Linked DNA regions of Zea mays: regions 1 and 3 are each linked to region 2. A link is a contact called in public Hi-C data. All regions are on one chromosome and are shown on one strand. Each heading gives the region's core, a stretch centred on a gene start, on an enhancer-like site or on the middle of the called end of the contact. The rest is flanking DNA. Distances are from core to core; before and after follow the strand shown.

Evidence for each region. Hi-C and Micro-C count contacts between places; a contact is called where the count stands out from the background.
Region 1: a contact with region 2 is called in a Hi-C map of leaf, with 4 times the contacts expected there. The contact joins the enhancer-like site here to the promoter of LOC103640618 in region 2.
Region 3: a Hi-C map of tassel shows a contact between it and region 2, with 4 times the contacts expected there. The contact joins the promoter of LOC100278182 here to the promoter of LOC103640618 in region 2. A contact is called at or near these places in 2 of 25 Hi-C or Micro-C datasets (ear and tassel).

Annotation. Positions count from the first base shown.
Region 1 is chr1:179,278,842-179,283,134 of Zm-B73-REFERENCE-NAM-5.0, reverse strand. No RefSeq gene overlaps it. Among protein-coding and RNA genes, the nearest start is that of LOC100282669, 16 kb to the left of the region's middle. Within about 2 kb of position 3,019, at least 17 of the 20 cell types and tissues checked have an H3K27ac peak or open chromatin away from gene starts, as enhancers often do. A contact at or near this core is called in leaf, where this site is marked.
Region 2 is chr1:179,121,322-179,125,644 of Zm-B73-REFERENCE-NAM-5.0, reverse strand. It overlaps LOC103640618 (Core-2/I-branching beta-16-N-acetylglucosaminyltransferase family protein), which reads left to right and starts at 2,415. Exons shown (of 1, transcript XM_008664034.3): 1 at 2,415-3,919. The coding sequence starts at 2,802. The coding sequence ends at 3,827.
Region 3 is chr1:179,362,609-179,367,505 of Zm-B73-REFERENCE-NAM-5.0, reverse strand. It overlaps LOC100278182 (Mitochondrial ribosomal protein L27), which reads right to left and starts at 1,724. Exons shown (of 4, transcript NM_001151541.2): 1 at 1,687-1,724; 2 at 1,401-1,604; 3 at 245-310; 4 at 1-77. The coding sequence starts at 1,548. The coding sequence ends at 13.

The DNA of each region.
Region 1 (4,293 bases), core at 1,770-4,269, 160 kb before region 2:
AGAAATCAATCACAGAGAAAAGCAACACAAGAGACACGGTGTTTATCCCGTGGTTTGGCCAAGTAACACTTGCCTACTTCCACGTTGTGGCGTCCTAATGGACGAGGGTTGCACTCAACCCCTTTCAAGTGATCCAATGATCAACTTGAATACCACAATCTTTTTCTTTAGAGTTCGTTTCCCGTTTGCGAGGAATCTCCACAAGTTGGAGCCTCTCGCCCTTACAATGTTGATCACAAGAGAAGCACAAGAGTAAGGGAGGGAAAGCAACAAACGCAAGACTCACTTCGCAGCAAACACACCCACACAAGCCAAGATGAGAGCACAAAAGACTCAATTCGTAGCAAACACACCCACACAAGCCAAGATGAGAGCACAAAACACGGCGCAGGGAGTTTACAACTCAAACGGTGCTCATATCTCTAACACGATGAACCGATTGCGTGATTGTGGAGTCTAGGCATCTTAGGATGTTTAGTGAATACTTGGTATGTTGCTCGATGCGTCTAGGGGTCCCTTTTATATCCCCAAGGCAGCTAGGAGTCGTTGAAGTTCCAATTAGAAGGCAATTCTTGCCTTCTGTCGGGTGGCGCACCGGACAGTCCGGTGCACCACCGGACATGAACAGTAGCAGTCCGGTGCCCGATCTCCTTCCTTATCTGGCGCAGTCGACCGTTGGACCTCGGGCCCCGTTGGCGCACCAGACACTGTCTGGTGCACACCGGACAGTCCGGTGTGACCAACCGACCGTTGGCACGGGCCACACGTCGCCCGCTAATTGCGCTGCCGACCGTTGGCCGAGGGCGCCGTTGACTCACCAGACAGTCCGGTGATTTTTAGACGTGGCACCTTCGCTTTTTCTCGAGAGCGACGAGTTTGTCGGCGGGCCAGCCTGGGCACCGAACACTGTCCGGTGCACACTGGACAATCCGGTGTGACCAACCGACCGTTGGCGCGGGCCACGTGTCGCCCGCTGATTGCGCTGCCGACCGTTGGCCGAGGGCGTTGTTGACTCACCGAACAGTCCGGTGATTTTTAGACGCGGCGCCTTCGCTTTTTCTCGAGAGCGACGAGTTTGTCGGCGGGCCAGCCTAGGCACCGGACACTGTCCGGTGCACCACAGGCTGGTGCTGGTTTGGCTGAACTCAGCCAAACCTTCTCCAATTCATTTCCACTTTTCTTGGCAGTGTTCCTAGCACTTAGAGAGATATGTTAGTATCCAAAAACAATTTACTAGAGCTAGAAACATACCTTGATTCTTGATTTGCACTTCTCAACCACTTAGCACATATGAACTAAAACAATATGTGTTGGGCATCTAATCACCAAAACATTTATAGAAAGGCAATTTCCCTTTCAATATCCCTCTTTTTGGTGATTTATGCCAACACATTAAAAAGCAACTAAAAGTGCAACATCATTCTCAAAAGTGCAGATTTGAAGACCAAATTTTCTCACTCGAGATTTGGCATATTTGGATCACTTTTGCCACCACTTGGTTTGTTTTCGCAAATCAATTTCTTTTTCCTATCTATAAGTCAAACACACTTGTTCGGGCAAATAGAGAGATGTTTCAAGAGTAATTTTGATCAAGTGGCAAAAACTCTCCCTTTTCCCATAATCAAAATTCTCCCTCATAAGAGACCAAATTTTGCAATAAGAGTATTGTAAAGCCCTAAAATTTGTACCAATATATATATATATATATATATATATTGATGTGTTAGTATTTTATTGATTTTTGGAAACCCTTGGAGATTAATTGATTTTCCCCTCTTTACATATTTAAAAATGTAATTAAGGTAGTCAAATAACAAATAAATAAATACAAAAATTGCATTTCATGTTGAAGTTATTGTATTGTTGCACTTTTTATTCCCAGTTGTGAGACAAGCTTAAGTTAGAAAACCAGAATTTAAAAATAGAAATAGAAAAGAAAAGAGAAGAAAAGGAAAAGAATATATACTATAAAAATAAAATATATAGATATAAATAAATAAATACATAATAGGCGTTATCTTCATTTTTAATGGATAATTGGAAAGCTTAAGTTCAAACAAAATTTAAATTTGAAATTGGAACCAAATTGAATTTTGGAAATGAATAAAAAAAAGGAAAAATAGAGAAGAATGAAGAACTCCTAATCGCGCTTGGGCCAATAACCCTTGCGTGGCCCATCTCTCTGATTCCCTTCACACTTAAACTGTGGCCCAGACAGACTTTACCACGGGGCGACCCATATAGGCATGTGTGTGCGGCTGTCCGGTGGGACCCGCTCGCCATCCTCATTGCACGCTCTTGTTTCCACGCTCGAAGCCACTAACACATGGACCCCTCGTGCAGTCTCTTGGATGCCGTTTGCGCCACAGGATCACGCCGCGTATGACGTGTGGGGCCCCTATGGCAGCCGTCTTCCTCAACAAACCCCGACGCTGCTCCATGAACCTCGGCAAGTCCGGCATCATCGCCAACACCTCTTCAGCTCGGACTTCGCCTCCGTGGCCTATAAATCCAAGGACCTAATACCCATGGCCAATCCCCAAAGCAGCGTCCACACCAGCACCGCCGGCACTGTGAGGAGGAAAGTCTGTGTTGCGAAGTGGGTTGGCCGCCGCGGTCGACCTCTGCACGCTTGAATGCTCCTCCCTCGTTTTTGGGGCTCGGTGTCCAGCACGGTCGGATCGCCAGGCCAGGCGGAGACTCCGGTATCATCAGCTGGGCACACAATCGACCGATGTGTGGGCAATTTCTTACTGGAGTGAGTAGATTGCCTCCACGCCGCTGTGCTCCATGGATAGGGCTCCCCGCGCGGGCGATTCATGGTATGTTACCCGCTGTCTGATTCACGATGTCACCCGCTTCCTTTTACCCTAGTCAGTTTCGAGTTTCGGGGCCTTGTGGCATGTGGTTGGCGATGCTGGCCATGGTCGCTGCCGTGCATGAGCGCCGTCGCGGGGCGAGGGCGTTGCCGCCGTTCTCGGAGTCGATAGGGGAAAAGGAGAAAGGTTGTGGACCGAGCGATCGCGGTTGGACGACTACGATTAAACCCAGGTGTACCGGTTCGGGGTCGCGTTGGGGCCGTTGGATCTAAATCCGGTGGCTCGAGCGCGATCTCGGTTTATTTAAAATCGTGGCCATAGATCTCCAATCCGACGACTACGATCGCCTACCGGTTCAGCGCGTATGCGGATTTCATCCGAGCCCTCCATCTCAGATCTCATGGTCCAGATTTGGACATACCCCTTCGCCGAGCCAAATTGCAAAAGAGCCCCTCGGCTTTTCCTAAACTAACCTGCTATCCACGCGGGGTGAATATGAGTATGGGGAGACTTGCGGGTTAGCCCCTGCAGTTTCTGATAATAATGCGCCCAGTCCAGTGAGTAGTGATATTAGATAATAAATTTTGGAAAATGATTTTTAATACAAACAGAATGCTAGAAACTTGTATAATTCATAGAAAATTCATATTAAGTCTAAATTGATCCATTCCAGTTTCTATAATTTTGTAATATTATTGTTTATCAACTAGTGTCTCTATTTTGACATGAAAACCATATTAAAATTAATCTCCTAATTAATCTTGTACCTAGCACCTCGAACTTTTGGAAATTCATAACTTGAAATCCATAACTCCAAAATTAATGATTCATGTTCCTATGATCTTATTTTAGTATGTAGATTATTAATATGTATTTTGTTCTTATGTTTGGTGTGATGTTAATTTTGCCCATACCATGTTTGTTTGTATTGCTACGACTAGCGCGAGGTCACGAGTCAACTGAAAAGCAAGTTGGTACCTGGAATCTCAAGTCCCAGGAAAGTTGTGCCCTTGATCACTTCTTATTACCCAATCATGTTCTTATTAATCATAATGATCTGCATAGGTTAATTTCGATGGGACCCAATAGGTTACCCTAGTTTGACTATCTTTATACCTTGTTCAGCACTGAATTTTTGGGTAGTACCTGCTATTGCTTTATGTGGTTTTGGGTATAGAGATACACATTATTCATGATTATACTTTTACTATCAGTTGTTATTTACTATTCATGTTAAGATCATTATGTTAATTGGAACATGAGGCGACCATCCGGGAAAACAGTGCTACCACAAGGGTGGTATGGGACGCCCTTGGCTGACTAATTAGGAAAGCTAGTGGAAGACTACCTTACCCGAAAGGGGCAAGGGCAGTAGGGGAGTGGTCAGTGTAGGGAGGCCCTTGGGTTGATTTTGCTGCGATGGCGGTCAGGCGAGGGGTCCCTGCATTGGAGCTTCCTATAAACTGTAGCGGGT
Region 2 (4,323 bases), core at 1,166-3,665:
GGCTCGGTTTTACAATAAAATGAGGATTTTTACGCTAAAAGTTAAAGTATTTTACGCAAATCTTGGGTGCGTACCACTATCATGCATGCATATTTTCCACGTGCACAATAAAAAAAAGGAAACTCCTTAATTTATGGTGTATGTAACTGCTATAAAAATTCAAATTCCTTAATTATCTCCCCTAATTAAATACCATAATCAACTCCCATAATCAAATCTCTTGATTTATGGTGGTTGTGTGGACGTGGTGGCTGTTGGTTGAGATTGAATCAACGTTTATGCTGTATCTAACACAATTTTATGTTCAAACTTTAGGATTTTTACGATAATGAATTTAACGCATCAGAGTTGTCAACGTGTATCACGTTGGCTCGGTATTTACGGTCAAACTAAAAAGTTTTACGCTACACACTGAAGCATTTTACGCTCGAACCGGGAGTGCGTCCACCATGTACCACATGCATAATTTTTCATGAGCATGGTGAAAAAGGAAATCGCTTGATTTATGGTGTTCGTGTCTACCATAAAAATCAAATTTCCTAATCAACTCAAGTATTAAATCCACCTAATCAAATCCTTTGATTTATGGTGGTTGTATGGACGCGGGTTTGTTGTTGTGAGTGAATCAACATTTATGTTATATCAGACATTATTTACGCTCAAACTTGAGACTTTTTGTGCTCAAATCTAGGTTGTGCCCACACAGTGTCCCACATGTAAATTTTTCGCATGCACAACTATTTTTGGATCTGCCATAATTTTTTGATCTGAAACCACACCTGTCATAAAAATCGAAAAATGCATGCACGTCTGGTGGGTGACGATTGTATCTTTCATAAAAACAGGACCCTGAATGTGAGGTGACGAAAAACAATATTTTATGTTACGTCTGACACAATTTTACGCTCAAATCTGACATTGCGTCCATAACTGCCATAAAAACATATCCCTAAAATAACGCGCCCGCGTGATTTGGATGTGATATGTATGGTGGTGGGGCCGCACGCGGGCGTGGGTCCTAGGGGAGGGAGTCGACTAGAGCTTCCTATAACTATTTAAATCACTGGGCTCCAAATAACCATATATATATATAATCCATTGCGGGTACATAGATTTGCAGGTATGGTATAACATTTTCATACTCATCGGGTTGAGAATCAAACTCGTACCAGTGGGTACAAACTCACACAAAAACCCGCACTCTATAGGGTTTTTACCTGCGAGCATGTGGGGTAAAATATGCTCGTTGCCATCCCTATTCTAGGTATATGATGTAGGGCGGACGAAGCTGATCTGTCGTTGAAGCAGTACAAAACGAAGGACAGGTGAAACTAGCCTTCGGGACAGAAGCTTCGTCTGTAAAAGTGTGTAGCGAAAGTGCGGACTGAAAATCACCAACTTTGATGTGAGGTATGCTTCGAGTACGAAGTCTTAAAGACAAAGAAGATGAAGTCTTGAGCGGCAAGAACGAAAAAATAAAAGAAAGTGTTGACCTTATGTCATCGATAGATGAACATATAATATATGAAACCGTTTATCTCTCCTATAAATAGATGAACGGTATCATGTATAAATTCACTTTTTTGGGGAGTCTTAGATTCGTTTTGCTTAGCCTTCGGAGGTGAAGATATGTATGTAACTTCATTTGATACGAAGGAAGAAAGAAAGAATAAAAATGTTAAGGTATACGAGATGAGTCATGTACTTTATCACTTATTTTCATAACATATAATGTTACTTCGTTCATATTTCTTTTTATAAGAACCTTCGTCCATCTGTTCTAATGTTTATAACTTGTGTTGCCTTGTTTTCTTATGACATGTAGCAATCGAAAATTGACGTGAAGCAAGCCAGGATGGACGTGTGGGTTTTAGGATGAAAACGATAATCCGAACTGTTAGAACAAATTTAATATTTTAAAATAGATATGCATAAAATTTAATGTTGATCTTTTCTTATATTATCAAGCACATTAATACACATATGAATAAAATATTACACAAATTGTTTTATGTATTATTTGCTCCCTACAACACGAAACGTTGAAAAAATTACCGAATTTATTTCCGAATCCATACCGAAGTTTATATCTATTATTTGAGAAAATATAGGATGAATTTGAGGTTTACCTTTTATGAATCTTTACAAGCTGGATGTTAAAAACAAGAATACAAATTTGTATTGTAGATTATATGTCCTATTTATTCGCAATCAAAGAAAAACGACTAAAAAACTGATTACCGAATAAATACCGTTTCCGACCGTTTTCATCCCTACTGGGTTTTGCCATGACAAGCATGAAGCATCATCAGCAACCGCCCCCCCCCCCCCCCCCCCCCCCCCCCCCCCCCCCCCCGCGGCGCCTGATGACTTGGTTTTAATGGGCGCGTAAAAGTTCACGCCCAGCCGCGGCCTCGCCTGGGCTGCAGGTCCATCCGGGTCCGATGCAGCACGCGCCACCCCACCCTTCGTCTCCAGTCTCCACTCGACCACTCCTACCTCCGCTTTCCTCCCCCCTCCGTTTCTTGACCCATGCATGCCCGCGTTCTCCGCCGCCGACGTGCCATAAACACGCTTGGTTGGAATTGGATCACCTGTAATCGTGCTTGCCACCTATAAATGCCTTCCATAAACCGGCTATGCTCAGCCCTATAAGTATATTATACTGTAATAATGACGGTAGCTCACAGCAATTCACTTCCCCATTTGCGCCAAATTTCCTCCTCGTCGTTCCTTCATCACCCCTCCTGGCCTGACCGCCTGAGCTGAGCCAGAGGCCTCGGTCGGCCGCAAGGCCGACGATGCCGCCGCCGTACATGCTTCTGCTCTTCGTCCCGGCCGTCTTCGTCTTCTTCCTGGAGCCGCGCCTCGTCCCGCCCCGCACGCTCCCGGCGATCCCGGACGCCGACGAGGCGGAGGACCTGGCGCTGTTCCGCCGCGCCGTGCTCCTCTCCTCCTCCTCCTCCTCCTCCGCCCACCGGCAAACGAAGCAGAAGGTGGCGTTCCTGTTCCTGACCAACTCGGGCCTCGCCTTCGCGCCGCTCTGGGAGAAGTACTTCGCGGGGAACCACGGCCTGCTCAACATCTACGTCCACGCGGACCCATCCACCCCGCTCAGCCTCCCGCCCTCCGCGCGCTCCTTCCACGGCCGCGTGGTGCGGGGCAGCAAGGCCACGCAGCGGGCCTCCGCCACGCTCATCTCCGCCGCGCGCCGCCTCATCGCCGCCGCGCTGCTCGACGACCCGGCCAACCGCTTCTTCGCGCTGCTATCCCAGTCCTGCGTCCCGCTACGCCCTTTTCCCGCCCTCCACCGCGCGCTCGCCGCCGACCCCAATCACCGCAGCTTCATCGAGGTCCTCGGCGCCGCGCCCACGCTGCGCGACCGGTACAGCGCGCGCGGCGACGGCGCCATGGTCCCCGAGGTTCCGTTCGAGAGCTTCCGCGTCGGGTCCCAGTTCTTCGTGCTCGCCAGACGGCACGCCGTGGCGGTGGTCGGGGACAGGCGGCTGTGGGGCAAGTTCCGGCTGCCCTGCCTCGTCGAGAGGCGGCGCTCGTGCTACCCGGAGGAGCACTACTTCCCGACGCTGCTGGACATGCTGGACCCCGCCGGGTGCGCCGGGTTCTCGCTCACCAGCGTCAACTGGACCGGCTCCTTCGACGGCCACCCGCGCACGTACCGGCCGGAGGAGGTGTCCGCCGACCTCATCAGGGACCTCAGGAGGCCGAAGTCCAACGGCACGTACTCACACATGTTCGCGCGCAAGTTCGCGCCTGGGTGCCTCGCGCCGCTCATGGAGATCGCCGACTCTGTCATCCTCCGTGACTAGCTAGCTACCTACTAGGCTACTAGGCCGCTTGCTTCCGTTTGCATTGCACGACTGCGGCAGAGGTAAATAATAATGTTTATTTTCTCTTCCAAGTTTCGTTAGCCTGATTTCAGAAACAGGTGGCCATCTGCAAGCACTGGTGACGGGCCCATCGTTGGACGATTCCCGAGCCCAGAGATATACTCAGCCCACACGTGACACAGTGAGATAATGCAGCCCATTTCAAAGCCCGCGTGAAGTCCGCTGAAACTATTCTCTTTCTTTTTTATGACACACAGACAGAGAGAAAGAGGGGGTGGATAATCCACTGAACCCTGGAGCTGAAGCCTTCCGTTAACCTCGCTCCCAAACAAATCCTAACGGCATATTTGGTTGCAACTGTTGAGAACTACGTTACCACGGATCACCAGATCCGCTCCCTTCCCTCCCGTCAGCAGTAGAGGCGCAAGAAGTTGTAGAGTACCCGTCTCCCTTCCCATAAGCACGACAAAAGAAA
Region 3 (4,897 bases), core at 475-2,974, 240 kb before region 2:
CAGCTCCTGCTCTCAGTAGTCTGTGCTGAAGTTAGAGAGGCCGAGGATGTCGTCGACGCTGCGAGGTCCCTGGTGCACTGCGACACGAACGGCTTCAGCTGCAATCGCCCACACATGGCATCCGGTTCATGGCGAGGACTGGACCTCAACCTCGTCCTTAGCCAACGTAACAGGTTGTGATGCTGTCTAAACTCTGAAGTCGTGAAAGTGTGAAGTGTGGACCAGAAAAAAAGGGGCCAGTTACCTTGAAATGAGTCATTGTCAGGAACTGCGAACCTTGGCAGCTTTTCATCGACAACCACGTATCCGCCTGGAAAAGAATGCGGACTTGCTCACTAGCGCCGATAAGAAAGGGTTGGATGGACCGAGGTTATGGTATTAGAATCTTCTGGTGATTATAGTATGGAAGTGAATGAAGATATTGACTCGATAATTTAGAGCGGCGAATGGCTTCTTCCAGGAGCTCTACAGCTACCAATTGTAGTGGGTACAAGGAAAAGATAATAACATGTATACAACCATACACCACATATGCAGCAGGCAGGGCGTATCCTGTGCAATCACTCATTTCGATACAAGTGTGCAATCAAACCATCGAGAACGGGAAGAGGTTAATGCAAAAATAACTAGCAGGTTTTAGGTGCAATCGAACCGTCAACAGTTTCATAGGAAACAGGTTGGGCCTTGTTCCTTTCATCCCAAAACCATGAGGATTGAGGGGGCATTTGGATGGATTTTGATTAGCAGTGGATTTATTACCCCTCAATTCATATGGATTTAAAATAAAACAAACATGCCCTAAGACGTGAAACCATGTGGATTGGATGGTATTAAGTCGGTTTAAATCCATAACAAGTCAAAATCCATCCCAACACCCACCCAATCCACTCCAATCCACATGAGGGCTTGTTCGTTTCACCATTGAACCATGTGAATTGAGTGATATTGAGTCAGTTTAAATCCATAACAAGTCAAAATCCATCCAAACCCATTCACATAGCATTAGAATAACCGAACTAACACCTAAAACGAAAATAACCGAACATGCCCTTAAATGTAAAATAGCTAGCAGGTTTTAGATGCAATCAACCAAACTGATTGATTGCACAGGATATTTCACCCCTATACTGATCTACGTGTCAAAGGACAGGAGACAGCTAACCTGGTGTAGGCGAATAAAGAACGGGCTTAAAAATATTACGTGGTGTAACTACAAACACCGGAGGAGGTTTTGCTAACATTTCCCCAATACTAGTGGACACCATGACTGAACCGGCTTAGTAGAATTTTGACTGACGCCATTTTCGGCGGTTGGCTGGTACCGTGGTACGACGATCGCCTGTCCTGCAGGGCAAGGCCGGAACAGCTAGACCTAGACCACTGGATGGCGAAACGCTTACCTTTGCGCGTGTGGAACCCGGTGGGCTTGCAGTTCTTGCCCTTGTAGTAGTCCCGCGGCGCCCGCTTGGAGGAGAGGATGTCGAGCGAGGACGGCCGCTTCTGCCGCATAGCCCGCCCCAGCGACCCCAGCGTCAGCCCCAGAGGCATCGTCCGACGCCGCGGCGAGCGAACGAGGAAAACGCCTAAGCCTTCCTCGTAGGTTCCTGCACAGCCGGGGGAGACCGGATCAGCGCGTGGCGGCGGAGTTCGGCTGCGGGGGCGCGAGGAGAAGGGGAGGGGACGTACCGGACAACTTTTTTTTTCTGTATTTTAGATCTTTTTGTGTTTTTTCTAACTATGTTTTATTTCAAAAAATGGATCCTTACCTCTCTGTCGTCATCATTGGCGTCTAGTTTCTATGTGTCGGTGCCAATTTTTTTGGCGTGCATGTCAGATTAAGGGTTACGGTGGAACTGACGTGACGTGTACATCGACGTCGTAGATCTCGGCGCCAAGTCAACCGTCAGTTTTTGTACTCATTTCTATTTTTCGAAATGAGAGACATCAACCTAAATTGTAGGATGTCTACACGTGATAAACCTGCTAAACAAAGGTAAGCATTGTATTAAAACATATTTTGTGAGTATATTATATTTGTGATTGTTATAGATCTTATCGAAATTTAAGGGTCCTTTGACCGAACTGCCTTCGACCCGCTGCCTTTGCCAACTGGTGTTCTAATGCCTATGTACTTTTGTAGTGATCCTTGCAAGGTTGACAAGTCTGAGGATCATGACACCTATCGACAGAGGTATTGGATGTGTGCTAACTATACATTTGAGTCAATGATTGTTCAGCGCCGAATGAATTTAACGGTGAGAATAGTCTTTTAATATGTTAACAATTTGAAAACTCGAAGTGGTGCATGTTTTCTTTGCCTACTAATTATTGCATGTTTTATAGACTCCTCCACCGCTTTGTGATTTTGAGCAGTGGATTGACACAGAAATCTCACAGAAAGACAAGAAGTGGTTGGAGAATCTTAAAAAGTGGGATGCAAAGGACAAATAGAGGATGAAGAAAAGACGAGAGGAGCTTGCTGTCGAACAACAATGGAAAGACGAGCAGGAAATGAGGCGTGTTGCTGAATGCAGGGAAGAGAAGGAGAAGAAGCTTGAGCGTGCACGTCGTGCAAAGGAAGCAATGGAGAAGAACCCTGATGCATTTCGCAAGGGCAAATGGCCCCGTTGCACTCAGCAGTCTAGGTGCTTATTTGATATTATGTAGTAATGAACTTCTTATTCTATATTATTTAATGTCGAACAATGTTATTTGGTAATGAACTACTTTAAAATTGATGAAGACGACTTAAAAAAGCAATTGGTGAACAATTATGGATTTAAATTGGACTTTAAAAGCAATTGTTGAAGACGACTTAAAGCAATTGATAAAGAAAATCAACACGCTTAAAGCAATTGATACAGAAGAGTTCTCTAGTAGTGCTCCCACATTCCAAATTGTGTGGACTCTTCTCCATAATATCCTCTCATTGTTGTTGTCTGTTGTGGCTGCGGTGGAGACGTTGGAGGACCAACATTCTTGTTGTGACAAGGGCAACAACAATATGGATCTGAGCATACCTGCACCTGTGAACCACCTCCATTGTTGTTATTTCTTTCTTCCTCGTCATTTATGTTGCTTACTTCTCTCTTTAGATCAAATATCCTATTCTGTAGGTAGGATATGTATTCCGCATGCGAAAAAATCGGACAAGGATCTACCCAATGAGTGAACCCACAATTCTCCTTGACCAATAAATGTTGCATAAATGTTTATAGTTAGGTTCACTCAACAACAAAATCATATAGAACAAAGGATTAGAATTAATTTTTACATATGCATAAGGACATCTGAAGAAACACCGGCCTCCATCAATTCCCCCCTCGACGAACATCTGCACCAAGCAATCCTCACCATACATGCACTTTGGCCAATCTTCTCTCCTATTATCGTAGGACTTGAGTCTAACCTCTTTGTTGAAATCTCTTTTACTTTGAACTAGAAAGTTAAAAACTGCCTCTTCAAAAAAAATCTGGACCAAGAGGGCCATCGAAACACATTGGAGGTAACTTCCCTCCATCCTTTCGTCTCTCATTTCCCACACCCTTGCCCCTAGAAGACCCTGAAGACATTTGTATTGCACAATGAAGCAAATGTACAAAGGATCGTGTATATATAGGCGAAAGGATAGGTAGTGTAATGGATTCTGAAAAAGGTTATGTACAGGCTATGAATAGGCTACAAGTCACACTCTGAAAAGGCTATGTATAGGTTCTGAAAAGTCTAGATGTAACAGCGACAACGTACGATCTTATTGCTCCTGAGAAGGCTACGAAATGGATCTGAAAAGGCTACATGTGATACTCATAATATAGGATATTGATGCTTCTGAAAAGGCTATGTAAAAGCTCTGAAAAGGCTATATGTAACAGTGACATTGTAGGATATTATTGCTCCTGAAAAGGCTACGAAATGGATCTGAAAAGGCTAGATGTCATACTTATAATATATGATATTGATGCTTCTGAAAAGGCTATGTAATAGTTCTAAAAAGGCTAGATGACATATTCACAATTTCACCAAATTTTGGCAGAGTTTTCCCTGTTTTATATCAATCCAACATATACACATACATAAGCATATAACATATAAGTGCATATAAGTTTAAAAATTCCAACAAGCTCATAAAAGTCCAAACAAGTGCATAATAGTCTATAGAGTTTATACAAGTCCATAAAAAGGCCATACAAGTCCGTAGAGGCCAAACAAGTCTATTACAATTCTTGTCCAGTGCATACACTACATAACAACTCCATAGAGTCCATACCAGCCCAAACCAAGTCAACAACTGCTTGGATCGGCGGCATACTTTGGCCATCATATGTAGGCTACTCACTGGGGAAAGCACCAGGACGACAATGCCGGAAGTCATCCACACACTAGGGAAAGCACCACACACTGGGGAAAGCACCAGAACGCACAAAAGAATATCTACCTCCCATCAATCCATGCATTTGGTTTAGGGATGTACTCATAATGCATGCCTAGATTAACCGCCTTCATTGCATTTAAAAGAATAGGTAGCTGCTCGTACCCAGACTCCCAGTCCCCATATATCATCTTCCACGCACACTGCTTAGCCCTCCAAGCTTTACCATATGTTATCTTATACCCATCAAACACATTCTCCACAATCCTCATGATTGTCCTAACCTTCATATTTGGTTCCAGCTGCAGTATTCCCATAAGCTGCTTCCTAATGAGGGTAGATGTCAATTGGCGATGTTTCATCGTTAACTCATGTTCAGCATAGGTGTGTGGCACCACTACTTTTGTTATCTTCCACTTTGCGGTGATCTTTTGTATCCTAGCACAAACCCTCCATGCACAGTTATCCTTGTCGCATACAACCGTGTAACGACGTTTCTCGTACGAATGAAGTACTCTATATGGCCTC